Regions from separate parts of the Macaca mulatta genome. Here region 1 is linked to region 2. Evidence: chromatin contacts called from public Hi-C data. All regions are on one chromosome and are shown on one strand. Each heading gives the region's core, a stretch centred on a gene start, on an enhancer-like site or on the middle of the called end of the contact. The rest is flanking DNA. Distances are from core to core; before and after follow the strand shown. Region 1 holds the start of YBEY (ybeY metalloendoribonuclease). Region 2 holds the start of LOC144340102.

Region 1 (3,442 bases), core at 69-2,568, 41 kb after region 2:
GTCTCTACTAAAAATACCCCCCCCCAAAAAAATTAACCCACTTTGGGAGGCCAACGTGGGCGGATCACGAGGTCAGGAGATCGAGACCATCCTGGCTAACACGGTGAAACCCCGTCTCTACTACAAATACAAAAAACTAGCAGGGCGCGGTGGCGGGCGCCTGTAGTCCCAGTTACTGGGAGGCTGAGGCAGGAGAATGGCGTAAACCCGGAAGGCGGAGCTTGCAGTGAGCCGAGATCGCGCCACTGCATTCCAGCCTGGGCGACACAGCAAGACTCCGTCTCAAAAAAAAAAAAAAAAAAAATAGCCAGGTGTGGTGGCCCACATCTGTAGTCCCACCTACTGGGGAGGCTGAGGCAAAAGAATCACTTGAAGCAGGCAGGGAGGTTGCAGTGAGCCGAGATCGCACCACTGCACTCCAGCCTGGGTGACAGAGCAAGACTCCGTCTTAATTAAAGAAAAAAAAAAAAGACAGGAAATTTACTCTGGGAAGGTAGGCTAGACAAGAGGAACCCTTTTTTTTTTTTTTTTACCTCATGAAATGGAAAAGAAAGCACATCGGTTGGGACGTTTCTACCTCTGTAGATTCTATTAATGTGCTGAATATTCTTGTTGTCAACACAGATGATCCCCAGGTCAAATTTCTGCACTCCTAAAATCCTCCTTACAATCTCGATCTTACTGCGAAGTGGCGCTCTCCTGATGGGGATGACTCGCTGCAGGTTTCTAATCACCAAACTCATTTCACGAAGAATAACCAGCCCTTTAAAAATGTTTGCAACGGAACCTGGGGTTAAGGTGTAAGAGAAGACCAATCAGTACAAGTGATAACACATTCTGTAAAAATACACATGCACACGCAATCAAATCACTTTATTTGGTGGAACTGATTGAAAAATCTTAAGGTAATTTACATTTACCACAAGGAGGATGCAACAACGAGGGGCTATGGAAGGACGCCGCGGAATCAGGCCGGGACTCCAGGAGGGCGGAGCGGAAGGAGCGGTTCCCAGAGAAGGGACAGGTGCACTGTGCGCGCGGGGCGAGGCGCGCGAGAACGCGGCGGGTGCGGGGGAGGGACGCGGCCGGGGAGGGACGCTGCGGAGGAGGGAACGGGCTGGAATGGGGAGCACAGAATGGGGGACACAGGTAAGCGCTGGGGCCAGGTCCTCTGGGGTCTGGGGCGCCCGCAGACCGACGGGGGTGAATGCGACGCTCTCGCTTGGGAGACTAGAAACCCGCCCAGACGTACCGATGTCTGGACCCGGCAAAAGGCGCGACAGCTGGCGGACCCTCCCGACCGGAAGCCCCGCCGCCGAGCCGGTTGGGGAGAGCGGAACCGGATCGCAGCGGGCGGGGCGGAACACGGTAGTGCCGAGCGAACCGGAAGTCGGTCCGCGGCGTTTCCTGCCCGCGGAGGGCAGCGCTGAGTATCGCGGCAGCGGCCTGTGTTTGCGCCTCTAGTCCTTCCGAGGGGCCCGAGGGCAGCGCGGGCCTCGGGGTCCTGCGGCTAGACGGTGAGCGTGGGGGCTGGGCCGGCGCCGGGGGCGCCGTTTCCTTCCCCCGCGCACGTCCGCGCGCCCGGGCCTCCACATCGTCGCTAACGGAGCGTTGCGGCGCCGGCGGCCCCTGGCGAGCCCGGGGCAGTACAGTGACCAGGCCGGCCCGGGCCCACCGCGCGGCCTCCGCCGTTTCGGGCTGTGCTGGGTGGAAGATTAGGCTCCCCGGCACGCCGTCCCCGCCGAGAGGCCGCAGCTCCGTGGCAGCGCCCTCGCCCTTCCAGCCGGCTCGAGGGTGGTCGCCAGGGCGCGATAAAGGAATGTGAGACAGTGGTTAGCGCTCCAGCCGCTCCGAGGGAAGCCAGGCAGCGTTACGCTGAGTTCTCCGGCTGTAGAGATTGGAGGAAGACAGGAGAAATTCGTCTCTAAGCTGTAAGGTGGAACAGCATTTATCTTCTTACTACCAATGGAGGTTTTTCATGAATTTACTAACTCAGTAAAAAGAGTCGGCTTTCTTTTCTTATTCGGCTTTCTTTTCTTTTAATCTTAAAGGGATCACGCTTTAAATCTCTGTAACAAAGTAATTATTTGTACCACTCTCTACTCCACCCTCCAACAAAATAACCTGTTGGCTCTCGGAAAATAATAGCCCTTTGCCTGCCTTTGAAATAGTTATCTTTTAGTGTGACAGTGTTCAAAAATTCTTTTCTTAGTCTTGTAGCAGAACATAGCTGTGATGATCTGAATTTTTGTCTTTCAGCGTGTTCTGAAGACGAAGGGGAGCTCCCTAGTGCTACGGGGCTGTTTCAGGAAGCCAGTTAATTTTGCACACGTAATACTTATTACCTTCTAATAATTGGAACAGAAGATGAACCCAACTAATCCTTTCAGTGGGCAGCAGCCTAGTGCTTTTTCAGCGTCTTCTAGTAATGTAGGAACACTTCCATCTAAGTCGCCATTTCGATTTGGTCAACCTTCTCTTTTTGGACAAAACAGTACCTTATCTGGGAAGAGCTCGGGATTTTCACAGGTGTCCAGCTTTCCAGCGTCTTCCGGAGTAAGTCATTCCTCTTCAGTGCAAACATTAGGGTTCACCCAATCCTCAAGTGTTGGACCCTTTTCTGGACTTGAGCACACTTCCACCTTTGTGGCTACCTCTGGGCCTTCAAGTTCATCTGTGCTGGGAAACCCAGGATTTAGTTTTAAATCACCCACCAGTGTTGGGGCTTTCCCAAGCACCTCTGCTTTTGGACAAGAAGCTGGAGAAATAGTGAACTCTGGTTTTGGGAAAACAGAATTCAGCTTTAAACCTCTGGAAAATGCAGTGTTCAAACCAATACTGGGGGCTGAATCTGAGCCAGAGAAAACCCAGAGCCAAATTGCTTCTGGGTTTTTCACGTTTTCCCACCCAATTAGTAGTGCACCTGGAGGCCTGGCCCCATTCTCTTTTCCTCAAGTAACAAGTAGTTCAGCTACCAATTCAAATTTTACCTTTTCAAAACCTGTTAGTAGTAATAATTCATTATCTGCCTTTACCCCTGCTTTGTCAAACCAAAATGTAGAGGAAGAGAAGAGAGGACCTAAGTCAATATTTGGAAGTTCTAGTAATAGCTTCAGCAGCTTCCCTGTGTCATCTGCGGTTTTGGGCGAACCTTTCCAGGCTAGCAAAGCAGGTGTCAGGCAGGGGTGTGAAGAAGCTGTTTCCCAGGTGGAACCACTTCCCAGCCTAATGAAAGGAATGAAAAGGAAGGAGGATCAGGATCGCTCCCCAAGGAGACATGGCCACGAGACAGCAGAAGATTTGGATCCTCTGTCCCGGGGTGATCATCCTCCGGACAAACGACCTGTCCGCCTGAATCGACCCCGGGGAGGTACTTTATTTGGTCGGACGATACAGGATGTTTTCAAAAGCAATAAGGAAGTATGTCGTCTGGGCAACAAGG
Region 2 (3,469 bases), core at 550-3,049:
CGGCTAGTTTTTTGTATTTTTTAGTAGAGACGGGGTTTCACCGTGTTAGCCAGGATGGTCTCGATCTCCTGACCTTGTGATCCGCCCATCTCAGCCTCCCAAAGTGCTGGGATTACAGGCTTGAGCCACCGTGCCCGGCTGCAACTCAATTTTTTAAGTAAAGCAGGATAGACACATATGACCTTGGGCCAGATTCTCCCTTTGGTCACCAGTTTTCCAGCGAATCCTAGCAAACACCAAAGCCTGCACCCATTCTGCTGCAGCAGCAGGGACACTCAACACCCAAGGCCCTTGTTCATAATTCACACAAAAGGCCCAAGGACAGCCTGCCTCCAGGCAGGTTTGTAGGCCCCCAAGGAGCTTGGAAGGCCAGCCCCTTCAGGACTCAGTGTGCACTCACCTGCCACACCTGCCCATGGGGGTGCCCCTGCAGCTCACAAGGCCTCAAGCAGCAGACCCAGTCTCCTCTAGCAACACACCATGTCTGCAATACCTTCACCCCTTCCCTCCTCATCTCACTTTTAGTGAAAAGGTAAAAGACAAATGTGACACACAGGTGCATTTACAAGTATGTGAAGGAATATTATATTTTAAGTGTTCCAAGAAACACCCATCAAAGGGGCTGATAGACACAACCACACATGAAGAACTCCCAGTCTTCCATTACAAAGCAAACAACTGACACTTGCCTTCAAGCAGTTAATCCAAAATTTCTCAAAATTACATAAGATAAAACAGGTATTATAAAGTGCCTATAATCCCAGCACTTTTAGAGGCTGAGGAGGGAGGATCGCTTGAGCCCAGGGGTTTGAGGCAGGAGTGACCTGTGATAACACCACAGCACTCTAGCCTGGGAAACAGAGCAAGACGCTGTCTGGAACAAACAAAAGAAAAAAAAAAAGAAAAAGAAAAGAAAAGAAAAACCAAATTTATTAAGAATAAAACCATAAAAATTTACTCACTTTTTTTTTTGAGATAGAGTCTCACTCTGTCACCCAGGCTGGAGTGCACTGGCACGATCTCGGCTCAATGCAACCTCTGCCTCCCGAGTTGAAGCTATTCTCCTCCCTCAGCTTCCCAAGTGGCTAAGACTACAGGTGTGCACCACCATGTCGGGCTAATTTTTGTATTTTTAGTAAAGATGAGGTTTCTCCATGTTGGCCAGGTTTGTCTGGAACTCCTGACCTCAGGTGATCCACCTGCCTTGGCCTCCCAAAATGCCTGGATTACAGGTGTGAGCCACCGCACCTGGCCCTCACTTTTTATAAACTAAAATAACACACTCTTTCCTCACTTTTGAAAGGCAAAAACAGACCAAAGACCATCTTTAGTAAATCACACTAGAAATCACTAGAAGATAAGCGAAATGTTCAAACACAACGATGAGCAAATCTACCTGAGCAGCAAAGGCCCCGCCTGCCCCATCAGGGGTGTCGTCACATGATGTGCTTTTGCAAATGTCCCCTCCTCCACGGAGTGCAGGGTCCTCCTTGGCTATCGGACTCTCCTCCTGGACAGGCGCATCGACAGCCGAGCCCTTCCTCTTCGCCGTCTTTTTCTCCGAATGCGAACCGTCACCTTTTGTTTTTCTCTGTCGGAAGTGAGCAAGCTGCGCAAAAACGTAGATAAGTAGTAAAGGCAAAGATAAGTGAGAAAAAAATAACACAACCACAAAGTCAACAGACTGGTGGGGATCATGAGGCCTGAGGGCTGACCCAGTCTACTCTGCCACACTTGGCCAACAGATCGCTCTCCACAAACACTGCCTTCATCAATATCTATATCCAAGGGGTCTAACAATGAGGACTGCTAATTATGCCTGGTAAAGAAAACCATACAGCTGATTGGCAGAATAGCTTTCCTAGCCCTTGGCAGTTTGCAGAAAAATAAAACTTTAAAAAAATACATCTATATAAAAGATTGATAGCCTAATCAAGGCATACTTAAGTTTTAAAATGATATAAAAGCTAAATCTCTCCCTTCTTGCCCCAATTTTCCCCCAACTGAAGAAATACATAGCCCAGCCAAAACTTCCTAGCCATAGATTCTGAGACAAGGTACAGAAATAGCAAAAAATTAATTAAGCCAGGTCAATCTCACATCTTCCTTTATGGAATCAGATGTTCTATTTTTCATGACACAGCTCACCAAAGCACCAGGGACCTCCACGGAGCATCGCCCATCAGAAGGCACAGCCTAGCTCTGCTCAGTCCTCAAATCCGAGGGTTTGAGACTATGTGTGAGCCTCATCTCCCACTAACATCTTACTCAAGAGGTATGCGATCCCACATCAGCCTTTCACGGGGAGACATCTGTTCCCTCAAACAACTGTGGCCACAAAAACAAAACGCATGGAACACACATTTGTGTAAACGACAGGTACACAAGCTCATGGACCCAGAAAAATTACACAAGGCCATTTACACAAGAAAACGGTCTCTCAAAGAAATTTCTTCAAAGTCAAACTCACGTAGTTTATTTTCGTGCCCTCCTCCACCACACCTATCCACGTGGGGATAGCACAGACCTGGTCTCCAGCCTGCGTCGCCCTACAGGCGGCATCCTGTCCCTCCCTCCCCACTCTCCACCCTCCACGGAGCTCTGTGCTCCCGTTCGCAGCTCCCTGCAGGCCTGCCCGCCTCAGCCCTTCCCCAGCCCAGCCCGGCGTCCCCTGCCGGCCGCGCCCTGGAGCCCCCGCTCTTCCCCAGCGCCCCGGCCAGAGTATCCTGGGGGAGCCGCGCGCACCTCGCAGAGAGGCCGGCCTCGTCCCGACAGCTCCTGCGGTTCCCCCTCGCGCTCTCGGGACTCCCGTTCCGGCGTCCCCGAGTCATGGGCTCCGCGCGCTTTATTCTCCACATGAAACCCCGGTCCGTGGCCATCAAACCCAGCGCCTTTTCACGGCGAAACCCGGGGCGGGAAAAGACGGGAACGCGTCCCTCGAAGGGGCCGGCGCCAGCGCCGCGTGGGTTCCCGGCAGCGCTACGCCGGGCCAGGATGGGCAGGAAGCGCGCCCAAGGGCGCGGGAAGAAGACGGCTGCCGGGAGCGCCGCGGGGGCCTTTCACACGGTAAGGACTGCAACGCCGCGGGAAACGCGCCGGGAAAGCGTCTCCGACGAACGGGGCGAAGGCGCACCCTGAGAAGGCGCTGCAGGCCACCCGCGCCACGCCCCCGGCCCCGGCCGCGCCGGAAACTGGCGCTAGACAGCACAGCCCCCCGAATACCGGCCGCCCGCCCCAAGCCACCCTGTCCGGGAGGACGCGGGGACCACTCAAGGATCCAGCCTGGGGTCCAGCGCCCGCCACGCCCCGCTCCGCGCAGCCACGCCACGCCCTCGTGTCCCCGCCCGGCAGCCACACCCCGCCCCGGCGTGCACTGCGAGCAACCCGCCCCCCCGACGCAGGCACAGCCCCGGCCCGCCCGAGAGGCGCCGCGCGTCTCGGCCGCTGATTGGCTGTGGCCGCGGTGGGG

Evidence for each region. Hi-C and Micro-C count contacts between places; a contact is called where the count stands out from the background.
Region 1: a Hi-C map of cortical neurons shows a contact between it and region 2, with 4 times the contacts expected there. The contact joins the promoter of YBEY here to the promoter of LOC144340102 in region 2. A contact is called at or near these places in 3 of 14 Hi-C or Micro-C datasets (cortical neurons, fetal cortex germinal zone and liver).

What each region holds. Positions count from the first base shown.
Region 1 is chr3:1,296,862-1,300,303 of T2T-MMU8v2.0, forward strand. YBEY (ybeY metalloendoribonuclease) reads right to left here and starts at 1,319. Exons shown (of 5, transcript NM_001265798.1): 1 at 1,253-1,319; 2 at 534-787. The coding sequence starts at 743. It overlaps MCM3AP (minichromosome maintenance complex component 3 associated protein), which reads left to right and starts at 701. Exons shown (of 29, transcript XM_077995268.1): 1 at 701-1,024; 2 at 2,260-3,442. The coding sequence starts at 2,368.
Region 2 is chr3:1,254,968-1,258,436 of T2T-MMU8v2.0, forward strand. It overlaps LOC144340102, which reads left to right and starts at 1,800. Exons shown (of 4, transcript XM_077997891.1): 1 at 1,800-1,822; 2 at 2,144-2,225; 3 at 2,475-3,469. The coding sequence starts at 1,800. PCNT (pericentrin) reads right to left here. Exons shown (of 46, transcript XM_077995265.1): 2 at 1,397-1,609.